Linked DNA regions of Sus scrofa: all the other regions are linked to region 3. Evidence: chromatin contacts called from public HiChIP or PLAC-seq and promoter capture Hi-C data. All regions are on one chromosome and are shown on one strand. The core of a region is the stretch at or near the end of the contact, and the rest is flanking DNA. Distances in the headings are between cores, read along the strand shown.

The links. Promoter capture Hi-C pulls out the DNA fragments that hold promoters and counts their contacts. HiChIP or PLAC-seq counts read pairs in DNA pulled down with a chosen protein or histone mark.
Region 1: a contact with region 3 is called in an H3K27ac HiChIP or PLAC-seq map of alveolar macrophages. The contact joins the promoter of RELA here to the promoter of POLA2 in region 3. A contact is called at or near these places in 1 of 5 promoter capture datasets (liver) and 1 of 2 datasets of contacts at active chromatin or transcription factors (alveolar macrophages).
Region 2: a contact with region 3 is called in a promoter capture Hi-C map of liver, with 3 times the contacts expected there. The contact joins the promoter of SSSCA1 here to the promoter of POLA2 in region 3. A contact is called at or near these places in 2 of 5 promoter capture datasets (fetal liver and liver) and 1 of 2 datasets of contacts at active chromatin or transcription factors (alveolar macrophages).

What each region holds. Positions count from the first base shown.
Region 1 is chr2:6,593,056-6,597,144 of Sscrofa11.1, forward strand. RELA (RELA proto-oncogene, NF-kB subunit) reads left to right here and starts at 1,814. Exons shown (of 10, transcript NM_001114281.1): 1 at 1,814-1,840; 2 at 1,943-2,094; 3 at 2,253-2,401; 4 at 3,236-3,327; 5 at 3,702-3,833. The coding sequence starts at 1,814.
Region 2 is chr2:6,682,150-6,686,276 of Sscrofa11.1, forward strand. It overlaps SSSCA1 (Sjoegren syndrome/scleroderma autoantigen 1), which reads right to left and starts at 2,415. Exons shown (of 5, transcript XM_021082852.1): 1 at 2,309-2,415; 2 at 2,062-2,213; 3 at 1,845-1,929; 4 at 1-1,445. The coding sequence starts at 2,327. The coding sequence ends at 1,102. FAM89B (protein FAM89B) reads right to left here and starts at 357. Exons shown (of 2, transcript XM_021082853.1): 1 at 1-357. The coding sequence starts at 220.
Region 3 is chr2:6,948,275-6,951,929 of Sscrofa11.1, forward strand. It overlaps POLA2 (DNA polymerase alpha subunit B), which reads right to left and starts at 2,015. Exons shown (of 18, transcript XM_013994111.2): 1 at 1,008-2,015. The coding sequence starts at 1,086.

The DNA of each region.
Region 1 (4,089 bases), core at 564-3,063, 360 kb before region 3:
TTTTTTTTTTTTTTCAGAGCCTGGGAAAGCAAGTCAGAATTTCCAATCTTTTCCAATTCCCACATGATTCCCTAATTTAGAACGAACACAGAGAAAATAAAGTCTGCCTTCCTCTGGGTAAGACTCCGAAGCCTGCTGGGGATTGCCCCCACCCTCGGACAAGGAACCCCCCGCGGAGGGGGTTGCTCCAGTCCCACCCTCACCCCGCACGAACGCTTCTTGGGCTTGGCCTTGGGGACAATATTCTGGCGACGGGTCACAGGATGGTTAATTAGTGGAAATGCTTTGTGCGAGCTGGACCAGCAGGAAACCCTGGGGACACAGGCGGGGTGAGCCTGCCGATTCAAACCCCTGGAGGGTCCCGGACCTGCTAAAACACAAACGTCAGGCTGCAGGGTCGAGGCTCCAGAGATCTACCCCTCGGTGCCTTCTGCCACCCATTGCCCCGGAGGGATGCCTCTTAAACCGAGGAGCCTGGGCTCGGTTCGCCAGCGGGAGCGGACGAGGCACGGAGCCTCGGTCCACACTAGCGTGCACCCATCGTCCGAGCACTGCCAGGTGAAGTCCGGGCGCTTTCCTTTCCCCTCTCTGCCTCCAGACTGGGGGGACAAGAAATTTAAAAAATGCTTCCGCGGCCCCAACCACCACGAAGCACCTTCATCGATTAGGAAGCCGTGTGGAGTTTAGCCACCCGGTGTTTGCGGTCGAAGCAGGCCCGAGCCTTTCCCAGCGCAGGGCAGGCAGCCGAAGCCCAGCAGCTCTGGCCCTGTTCCAGACCGGGCCCGAGGTGACATCACCACTCCTCCGATCGGCGGGAGGGGGCCCCCGAAATCCCCTAAAAACATTGTGAGTAATCGCCCGGCCCGCCCTCCAGGCGGGGCCCAGACTCGCGAGCGATCCGTGCTGCCCAGCCAGTCCCGGGAGCGGCGTCCAGGCGCGCGGCGTCTCGGGGCCCAGCGCGGCGCGTACTTGCTCGCAGGGCCCGGCAGCGGCGGCGCGCGCCACCCCCTAGGCCCTCGAGTGGCGCGCTCTTGTCCCTAACCCACCGCGCGGGGCGGCGGCGGCGGCGGCGGCGGCGACGCAGCGCGCAGGCGCGGCCGGATTCCCGGCAGTGACGCGGCGGCGGGCGCGCGCGGCGCATTTCCGCCTCTGGCGAATGGCTCGACTGTAGCGCGCGCCGCGGGCCCAGCTGCGACCCCGGCCCCGCCCCCGGGACCCCGGCCATGGACGGTGAGGACGCCCTCTGACCCCGCGCGGTGGCGGCGCTGGGGCCGCCGGGACCGCGGCGGGAGCCTCCGCGCTGCCTTCCGCTCCTTCCTGCGCCGATGGTCGCTGCGCAGGGAGCGGCCGGCCGGATGGTGGAGCGGGGCGGGGCCGGAGTGGGGGGGGGGGTCTGACTCAGTTTCCCCTGGGGGTGGCGGGAGTTGGGGGGAGCTGTGACTCGGTCTCCCCCGGGGCCCCGGGGGCAGTTCCGACTTAGTTTCCTTGTTAGGGGAGAATGTATCTGACTCAGTTTCCTCCCGGGTTGGGGTGGGGAGTGCCCTCCCTTAGTTTAATTTAGGAAAGTAGAGAGGGGTCCTGGCTCAGTTTCCCCTGGTGGTGGAGGCCGTCCTACCGGGTTTTCTCTTAGAAAACAAGTGTTTCTGGCTCCTTCACCCCTGCCCCTTAGCTGTACTGCAGGTTCCAGGCAGCTGGCCCTGACCCAGTGTCCCCGGGAGGGAGCCTGGCTTCATCTCCTTGCCGGGGATGCAGGCCCTCCCTGGTGAGGACGGGAAGCGGGCATGTGCTGACCCTTGTATCCCTCCCCTTTCAGACCTCTTCCCCCTCATCTTCCCCTCGGGTAAGTTGGACCATCCTTTTTCCGTGGTTCGGGAGGAGCTCCCCAGGGTGAGGGCGATGGGGTCAGCCGCCTGATGGGGGCTGGCCCGCATCTCCCCCGCAGAGCCGGCCCCGGCCTCGGGCCCCTATGTGGAGATCATCGAGCAGCCCAAGCAGCGGGGCATGCGCTTCCGCTACAAGTGCGAGGGCCGCTCAGCCGGCAGTATCCCGGGCGAGAGGAGCACGGATACCACCAAGACCCACCCCACCATCAAGGTCAGCCCAGCTCCCGAGTGAGGGGCGCAGTGTCAGTAGGGGTGAAACCCCAGCAGGCTTGCTTTCAGGCCCCCGCGCAGCCTGCCCCCCCCCTCCGGGGGGGGGGAATTGGGGCTGGAATTCCTGCGCCTCCAGGGTGCTCTCTGTACTTTGGACAGATCAATGGCTACACGGGGCCAGGGACAGTGCGCATCTCCCTGGTCACCAAGGACCCCCCTCACCGGCCTCACCCCCATGAGCTCGTGGGGAAAGACTGCCGGGATGGCTTCTATGAGGCTGAGCTCTGCCCAGACCGCTGCATCCACAGGTGAGCTCCCCTTGGGCACCAGGGGGTGGTGGGGAGGTGGGAGGCCAGGAGGGCCAGCAGCTGTGTAGCTGTTACAGTGTTCTTTCTAGACAGAGGGCACCCTTTGCTCTGTCCCCAGCTCTGCAGGCAGATTCCTCTGTCTTGAAATTGCCTGTGTCTCTCCTCCCTCTAGCAGATAGGAGCCCCATGGAAAAGTGATAGGTCTCTAATCACCCCCGAAGCCCTAACGCCTGTGGCTGGAAGGGCAAGCCCCTCAGTCACGTCACTTGTAGCGAGAAAGAAAACCACTGAACCGACAGTCTCCCTGGAGCTTACGTACTAGTTGACAGAGGCAGGCTGTAAATAAACATACAAATAATTAAACAAGATCCGTTAGCAAGTCATCAGTAGTGATGAAAATAAAGCAGTGGGTTGGAGGAATAGCCCGGGAGGCGGAGGAGCTGGTGTCACTACTTTAGATGGGGAGTCAGAAAGGCCTCTCAGGTTAGAGCTGAATGTGAGAAGGCAGAGAGGCATGGAAAGAATGGCGCGCTCCCGGCAGAGTGAATGGGTGTCAGAGGCTTTGAAGTGGGAAGGAGTTTTGTGTGTTTGGAGAAGGGAAAAGAGGTCCTGGGACAGAGGGTAGGGAGCCAGCAGGGACAGTGGACCCGGCGGCAGGGCCCAGGGCTTTGTCAGCCAGAGTGAGGAGTGGGTGGCACTGTGGGCAGCCATTCAGGGGGGTCCAGCACGGCGTGCTGGCCTGCTGAGTGGGTGGGGGAGAAGGGGTAGACCCGGCAGGGCTGGAGGGCCCAGGCTCTGCTGGAGACAGTGGGACTGATTCCTCGGGGACCTCAGCTTCCAGAACCTGGGGATCCAGTGTGTAAAGAAGCGGGACCTGGAACAGGCCATCAATCAGCGCATCCAGACCAACAACAACCCCTTCCAAGGTGAGAGGGCTGTGGGAGCAAAGGCCCCGGCCTGCCTGGAGCACCTCCGCTCTTTGTCACCCTGCCGAGGTTACTCTCCCTCCCTGGCCAAGACTCACAGCACAGGTGGAATTTTGCTGCCCTTTCAGCACACACTCCCATTTTACTACTGGGGAGACGTGACCCAGAGAGGGGACACAGGGGACATGACGTTCCAGGTCCCAGGTGGAGTCAGCGATGGATGTAGAACCTTCTATTCCTCCTCTAGACCTCCTGCTGCTTCGCAGGCCCTGAAACATCCCTCCCAGCCCAGAGCTCCCTGTCCGCCCCCGTGCCCCTCCCTCCCTGGCTGTCCCCCCCACCCCAGCTCTCCTGACCCTCTGTTGTTCTGACAGTTCCCATAGAAGAGCAGCGCGGGGACTACGACCTGAATGCTGTGCGGCTCTGCTTCCAGGTGACAGTGCGGGACCCAGCAGGCAGGCCCCTCCGCCTGCCGCCTGTCCTCTCTCACCCCATCTTTGACAACCGTGAGTGGCTGGGGAGCTGCAGGAAGGGCAGACGGGTGGGCCTGCGAGGAGGAAGGGGGTTGGTGGGCGGGGTCTGCCAGAGTTGCTCTGGCTTCAGTCGCGCAGGGTGTGTGTCCTCTTGGTGCTCTGTGCCCTGCGCTGGCTGGGGAGACGAGGCGACAGGACCCAGAGCCGCCCTCAAGGGACAGCTTCCAGGCTGGCAGGGAGTCAGCTGGGAGACAGGCATTTCCAACATGTGATGAGAGGGTGGTGTGCC
Region 2 (4,127 bases), core at 1,165-3,664, 270 kb before region 3:
CGTTGGCGGCGCCGGCAGCATAGCGGGGCCCGTCCGGGACGCGGGCGGCGCGGCTCAGCTCATCGTGGATGCGGCTGCGCTGGCTGTAGACGCGTTCCAGCTCCCGCCACGAGCCCCCGCTCGCGTTGAGAAGACCGCTGAGGCCGCGCGGTAGCGGCGGGAGACCCGCCAGGGTGCAGCCCGTGCCGCCCTGCGCCTCGGCCGAGGGCAACCCATTCATGGCCGGGCCGATACAAAGGATGACACCGCCTCCTTCCCTCCAACGCTCCGCCCGGGCCGCCGCCCGCAGGCCCCCGCACCCGCGGCCCCGCCAGCCGAGCCCAGCCGCCGCCCGCAGGCCTTGCTTTGTTCCAGCCCGGACTCCTCCGGCTCCGCCCCCGCCCCGCCCCCGTGCAGGCGGGGCCTCTCTTAAAAGGGCAACGGTTTGTGGGCCCAAGTTGCCCCAAGTCGCAGCAGGAGGAGCAGGGTGAAAAAGCGGAGGGAGGAAGCCAAAAGCAGAGGGTGCGGTTTCTTGGCGGTTCTTTCTGACACCCACCCCCAACACTCTGCCCAGTTATAACTGTTAAGGAAAAGGATTTTTCTAAAAGGGGGTAACAAGGATGAGGAGACTGGGGTTGAGTCCATACTTTGTCCCTCACGTGCAACCTGATACCCTAGTCTGGGCCTGACGTGGGATAGGATGATGGTATTGGGATGCAGGATGCTCGGGGAAAGAAGGAGAAGCTGCCAAGGGGACTGGAACCCCAGATCTCACTTGAGGGTGGAGAATGAGCCCTGGATGGCTGAGGAGGCTGCAGGGGTGCTGTGGAGGGCCACACCTAGTTTCCGCTTTTAAGGAGGTTGTGGCCTCCTCCTCAGAAAAAAAGTATCACACCGTTCTCTGCCTCCTCCATCATCTCTATAGTTGGGAAACTGAGCAGAAACAAGCCCAACTCATCTCTCAGGGCATCAAGGAGAACAGACTGTGACAGCACGAGAGGCCAAAGGTAGGAAAAAGACGACTGGAGCTGGGGCTTGCATGCACACTTAGAACCAAGAAAAGAACAAACCACACAAGAGGAATAGCTGTTTTTCTAGAGGATTCTTCTCAGGAGGGGTCTTTTAGGGTTGCAGCTGCTGCAGGCTGCGCAGGGCTTCAGCACAAGCCCGGATAAGGCTACACAGCTGGATGCTCGTCTCCAGGGAGGTGCTAGAGCCCAGCTCAGCTGAGGCCCAGGCCAGCTTCTGCAGGAGAGCCTCCCGTGTGCAGGCCACAACTTCAGCATTTGGAGGCACAGCAGGAGGGGGCGGCCCCTGGACTGCCTTGAGCCCTGCTGCAGCTCCCTCACAGTGCTCTGGACGGGGGACTGGGGGCTGAGGGGCTGGCCGAGAGCCTAACGGGGGCTCCGAAGCAGAGGCGAGCTGGTGCTCCCGAGCTTGGGAGAGGGCAGCCTGGGCATTCAGAGCTAAAAGAGGAGAAAGCCAGTGGAATGGTCAGGATACCTGGCCTGCCTCAGCCCCGAGCCACCTCCCTACTCTTTACTTTTACACTGTTCTGCTCTTTCTGTTCTTCAGAAGTTTTCCCTGCCCCTGTGTAAGGCAACTCATTCCTTTTCTTCTCTGTATCAATTATTTATGTCCTTGCTTCATCTCTCTCATCAGAATTATGCCTAATTAAGCTCAGACTCTCCCATGGTGTTGGGCACACAGTGTAGGTTTTAGTGCTTTTACTCAACGAGTGGTCCTTTCTAGAGCTGAAAGGAGAAAGCACCTTACCCCCGCCCATCAATCATCTTCCAGGCCTACTGTACTGTTCCTGAGCCTCTATCACCACACTTCTTCACCAAGCACACTCGATCCCTCACCCGGATTATCTTTATCCACGTCTGAATCGAGCTCCTGACAAGCCACGCAGTAGATTTTCCGCTGTTTGTCTTGGAGGAGGATCGTCTAGGAGCCAGAAAGCATACGGGGCAGGGGTGAGACGCTAGGCGATGCGGTCCAGAGTGGAGACTTGAGGAAGGGCCGTGCGGCCTAGCCCACGGCCCCATCCTGGTTCCCACGTCCCGAGTCTCTCCTCACCCCGCAGTCCGCGCACGTCTCGCCCAGCATGCGGTAACCACGCAGCAGGTAGTCGCCCATGAGCCGGGAGATGCGATCCTGCCGCTCCCGCCGCGCTTGCAGCACCTTCGTCTCCGCTTCAGTCGGGGGCTCCCAGGAGAAATCGTCGACTTCTGGGGGAAGAGAGGCATGAAGGGTTGAGGGTTTTGCTGAAGCAGACTGCCTCCCGTACCCCGCAACCACCGGCCCCCGCAGCCCAAGTTCTCACCAGCGCCGTTCAGAGCCATGTTGCCGTTGTCGCCGATAGACTTACCGGAAGTGACGCACAAGCAGAGCGCCCTCCTCTTGGCCCCGCCCCCTCGTGTTGGGCGGAGGAAGAGGGCGGAAATGCGCTCACTGTGCTCCTCTGACGTCACGATGCCCAGAGTGGGGCGTGTCTGCCGCAGACTGGAACCTGTCCCGCTGGCGCGGCTCTCGGTGAGAGCTCCGGGAAAAAACTTTTCGACTGGTGGGGCCTCAGGAGCGGCGTCTCCGTGATACCACCGCTTAGGTCGCAGGACCCGGAAGTGGCTGTGTACGGTCGCCCTTCCTGCCTGCTGCGGATGGCTGGAGAAATCTCCGCTGGCCTCCACCTCCCCCGGGGTTTCTCTTTCCGCACTGGCGGGACCTGGGGCCAGCCGGGAAGTGACATTATCTCAATAACGACACTCTTGATAATAACAAATGGCCCCTTACACACGCGTGGAGCCTCTTGAGACCTCAAGCGCTTCTCACTTCAACTGGCAAGGCAGGCCAGGCGGCGATCGTTCTCGCTTTCTATACCTTTCCGCCTATTTCAAGATCCCTCCCTTTCTACAGTTTTTTGTAGTCCAGTTGGCCTACCCCCTACTCCCCTCCAAGGCCTGGTGATGATGCAAAGGCAGCCCCTAAACAGACTTTTTGTTTTGTTGAAGTTTGGACCCTCAAAAAGAAAAAACAAATCTGGAGCTGTGGCTGTGCTGGGCGTGCGCAGTCGATTCCATGCTGTAGGGTGGGGCTGAGGGGCTTGCTACACGTGCCTGTGACCTTACCCTCTTTGGGTGGGGTGCTGTTCAAGTTATTAGTGCTCCCTGGACATTGGCCTTGGTGATTTTTTTTCTCTTTGTTCTTTTTCCATACACGTCCTCTCCCTGAATACGTTTGGAGAGGACAGGTGGAGCAGGCAGTGTCCTCAGAGGGCAGCCCTAGGGTCTCAGGGCTGTACACCAAGGCAATGGGGAAGGAGCTAGGACTTAGCCACCCCCCCCACCCCTCACCCCCACCAATCTCATTGGCAATCTCCTTTGAGAGCACATGCTTTCAGATTTTTGTCTTGGGTTTTTGTTTTTGTTTTTTTGTTTCTGGCTGTGCTACAGCATGGGGAAGTTCCAGGGCCAAGGATAGAGCCCAGACCACAGTAGTAACCTGAGACACAGCAATGACAATGCAGGATCATCAACCCACCAGACCACCAGGGAACTCCTCACAGTCTTAAGGGAGTTTTTTTTTGTGTGGTTTTTTTGTTTTTTGTTTTGTTTGTTTGTTTGTTTTTTGTCTTTTTAGGGCCCCACCCGCAGCCTATGGAGGTTCCCAGACTAGGGGTCCAACTGGAGCTGTTGCTGCCGGCCTATGCCAGAGCCACAGCAACACCAGATCCAAGCATGTCTGTGACCTACACCACAGCTCACAGCAATCCTTAATCCTTAATCCACTGAGCGAGGTCAGGGATCGAACCCACAACCTCATGGTTCCCAGTAGGATTCATTTCTGCTGCGCCACAACGGGAACTCCTTAAGGGAGTTATAAGGGAGCTTTGACCTGCTTAGGAAGATTTCCTTGAGACAAACTCCCATAGGAAACCATAGATGAGACATTTATTACTTGTTGGTCTCATATTGTCTTAGGAGGGATTTGCAGTGCTGGTACAGGTGACCCAAGGAAATCTAGACAAATTCTTGTGATCAACTCCATTGCCCTAGAAAACTACGCTGGCCCTTCTATTAAAACAAGGCAAAAATGAGATGCTGTTATAAAAGTGGGACAAAAATACCCTCTATCGAGGTGATCTC
Region 3 (3,655 bases), core at 765-3,264:
ACGGCATGACTGTCGGACAATGTAAACATCCCAGCGAGGTGAGCGATTCTGACTTCAAGGGCTAGAACTCCAATACCACCGCCAATGTCCTATGTGAGCAGCAGGCATCTTGAACTGAAGCCTTTACAAATTTTGTTCACACAACAACTAACTTCTCTTGTTTTGCTTTCAAGCTCACCAAATAAATTTCTTAACTGTGATTGGCTTTCTCACTTAAGTTTCCTTTCAGGAAGGGAATGCCCTGGGCTTCAGAACTTGGAGTATTCTGGTCTCTCCTAAATGAACATGTTTGTGTTTTGGTTTTATATATTAAAAAAAGAAATTCAATGTGTGGATGCATGATTAAGGCAGATGCACTATCATCCTGATTCTAACACTGAGAACGTCCACACCTCCCGAGACTTGGCTTCCAGCAACTCTGGACACTGCCCCGGAGCCTGACCAATAAGATGAACCAATGCAATGCAGCACTGGAATGGGGGACAGGCCAATGAACTCTCTGTTATCTGTTTCTCCAGCTGTGAACAGCTCACAGTCTCCTTAAAGTCCCTTCCCAGCTAAAATTCAATTTTATGAACCCACCTCAAGAAACTCATACTTGCACAGACCAAACAGTTTTGATGAAAAGGGATGGATCAGCAGAAGTTTAGGTGTAGGCTGGAAAGGGAGATGCCAGAAAAGGCTGTATTTCAAAGCCCCAACATCTCTTGCTTGGTTATCGAGGCTTAAACAATTTCCAAATTCGGAGATGAGAACCTGGCACGTCCCAATTTCACCTTTAGGAAACTGCGTCGATTTAAAATTGTGCTTCATATTCTTTCCTTTGAGCTGGGATCCAAGCAGTACCCTGTGAGCATTTCAAAGGCCCCACACGCCAAACCTCAAAACTCAGTTTAACTCACCTCACAACCCCCCGGAAGCGCCTCCCTTTGGGTTCTAGGCGATTGGGAACACGGAGCGAGAGCGTGGGCCTGGGCTGGGGCCCGGGGAGGGGGCAAGGGACTCACATTTGTCAATCAGAGCATCCTCGCATTCTAGGCCGAAGATCTGCAACTCCTCCCGCAAGAGCTGGGCGGACACGGCCATGATGACCCAGGACGGGGGCCGGGGCCGAGCCCACCCAGCTCCGACCTGACGCCAAGAAACCCACGGCCGTGGAGATCGATGAGCAGGACGCGGTTCCTCCGATCCTTTCGCTCTCCGGGGGGCTGAGACCGAAAGTGACCAAATAATCCAAGACCTCAGGCGGTCAGAAAGCCCTGGCCGTCAGTCTCAGAGAAATACTTTTTATTTTCTTTTTTTCCCGAAGCTCCCAAATGCCTGAAGGAAGGGAGCAGAAATCTTGAGAAGTCACTCTTCTAGGGGAGAAGGCCCTACTTCCTAAAAGCCACCGGGGAGCATCTCTGTGACGGGAGAACCGAGCAGGCCGGAAAAACCCGCCAAATGGTTTGCACGGCGCGCGCATGCGCGAGGCCCGCTCAACCCCACCCCTTCGCCTCGACTTCCTTCTCTCTGTTCCCGGACTACGCGCGCGCACGCGCGTCCGAGGGCGCGTGCGCACGAACGCCCGCACGGCGGATCGCGCGTGTGCGCCTGATGGTCGGCCCGCCCTACCGCGGCTGCGCAGTCATCTTTTACTGGGCTCAGAAGAGAGGCGCGGGCGCGCTGTTGCCCGCTCTCACCCGCTCCCTGCATGGAAACCGCGGTTCTGTACCAGTCGCGGATGACTCTTCCGGCCACCGTCTGCTCCGCGAAGCTCTGTGATGTATGCTTGTCACCCTTTTGTCCGTGCCTTCGTGCGCAGGCCGTGGCGTGTACGTGCCTTCAAATGTCTCAAACATTCTGTGTCCAACACGCGGGAGAGGAAAGTCTTGTCCCTGCTCTTGTCTCCCGCGTCATCTCTGCATCATCTCTGCACTCAGCGCGACTTCCTTAGGGAATCTGGTTGCCATGGTTATCATCGCGGCTACCACCAGTAGTCACAGCCACAGTCGTATAGGTCTATTTTCTGGAGCCCAAATCTCCATTGGCTCAGCTTAGATCAAATAACGCTAGGCATCATACTTGGCTAATGGGATGGTAGGTTGGTAGAGTCTCTAGAATAAAGTTCGGCAGTATGATATCAGTTATTAAGATTGTTCATTCTCTTTTGACTTAGCATTTCTTATCCTAAGAAAACCGGCCAGAATCCAAAGTTTTATAAACAAAGATGCTCATTTTGTAATTTACAGTAAAAAATAAAATAAATGGAAACTGAGTATCCGGGGAGGAAAGTACAGGCTATCACTAGAACAGTGATTCTCAAGACCTCACTACATGGGGAGTTCCCATTGTGGCGCAGCTCTAAATGAATCCGACTAGTATCTATGCTGATGAGGTTGGATCCCTGGCCTGGCTCAGTGGGTTGGGGATCTGCCCCCTCTCTCTGTGAGCTGCGCTGTAGGTTGCAGGTGCGGCTCAGATCCCTCGTTGCTCTGGCGTGGGCCAGCAGCTGTAGCTCGGATTCCACCCCCAGCCTGGGAACTCCCATATGGCCAGAGTGCAGCCCTAAAAAGAAAAAAAAAAAGACTGCACTGCAGAGGCCAGAGACACTTAGGGAGCATTTTAGGGCATACGATGAGGGAAGAAAAGCCAGGAAGAGTCCTGTCTTGGCCTCAAACCAACCATGTGAAACAGGGTGTAGTCTGCATGTAAACCACAGTTGGGGGAGGGCTGGAGAGGGAAAACCATCTTAGGCTTCTTTCTTACTGGTAGGTACAAATGGCAGAGGGTGGGAGCAGTTCACCTGGGTACAAGCAATAAAGCATATATTTGTTTTCTATTGCTGTGTAATTATTTACTGTAAATTATTGTGATAATTTAACCCGTAAATTTAGTGGGTTAAAACAGCATTTGTTTTATTTGTCCACAGAGCTGTAGCTCAGAAGTCTGGACACAGCATGTCTGCATTCTCAGTAAGGCTGAAATCAAAGTGTTGGCTAAGTTGCATTCCCACAGAGACACTGTTTTTAAAGGGCTCCTGTTGTTAGGTTAGGACCACTTTCTTTCTTTCTTTCTTTCTTTTTTTTTTTTTTTTTTTGTCTTTTTGCCTTTTCTTGAGCTGCTCCTGTGGCATAGGGAGGTTCCCAGGCTAGGGGTCCAATCGGAGCTGTAGCCACCGGCCTACGCCAGAGCCACAGCAATGCCAGATCCGAGCCGCGTCTGCGACCTACACCACAGCTCAGGGCAATGCCAGATCCTTAACCTACTGAGTGAGGCCAGGGATCCAACCTGCAACCTCATGGTTCCTAGTTAGATTCATTAACCACTGTGCCACAGTGGGAACTCCAGGACCACTTTCTTAAGATCAACTGGTTTGGGAATATAATTACATCTGCAAAATCTCTTTATAGCAGTGTGAAGAGGGCACTGTTCCAGCAGAAAAAGCCATTGACCCCAAAGAGCACAACAAAGAAAAAAACAAAAGAGGAAGTTTTAGGAACAATGGCATGATCTGTTTTGAAATATAGACTGCCTGGAGCTCCCGTCATGGCTCAGTGGTTAATGAATCTGACTAGGAGCCTTGAGGTTGCAGGTTCGATCCCTGGCCTCGCTCAGTGGGTTAAGGATCCGGCGTTGCCGTGAGCTGTGGTGTAGGTTGCAGACTCGGCTCGGA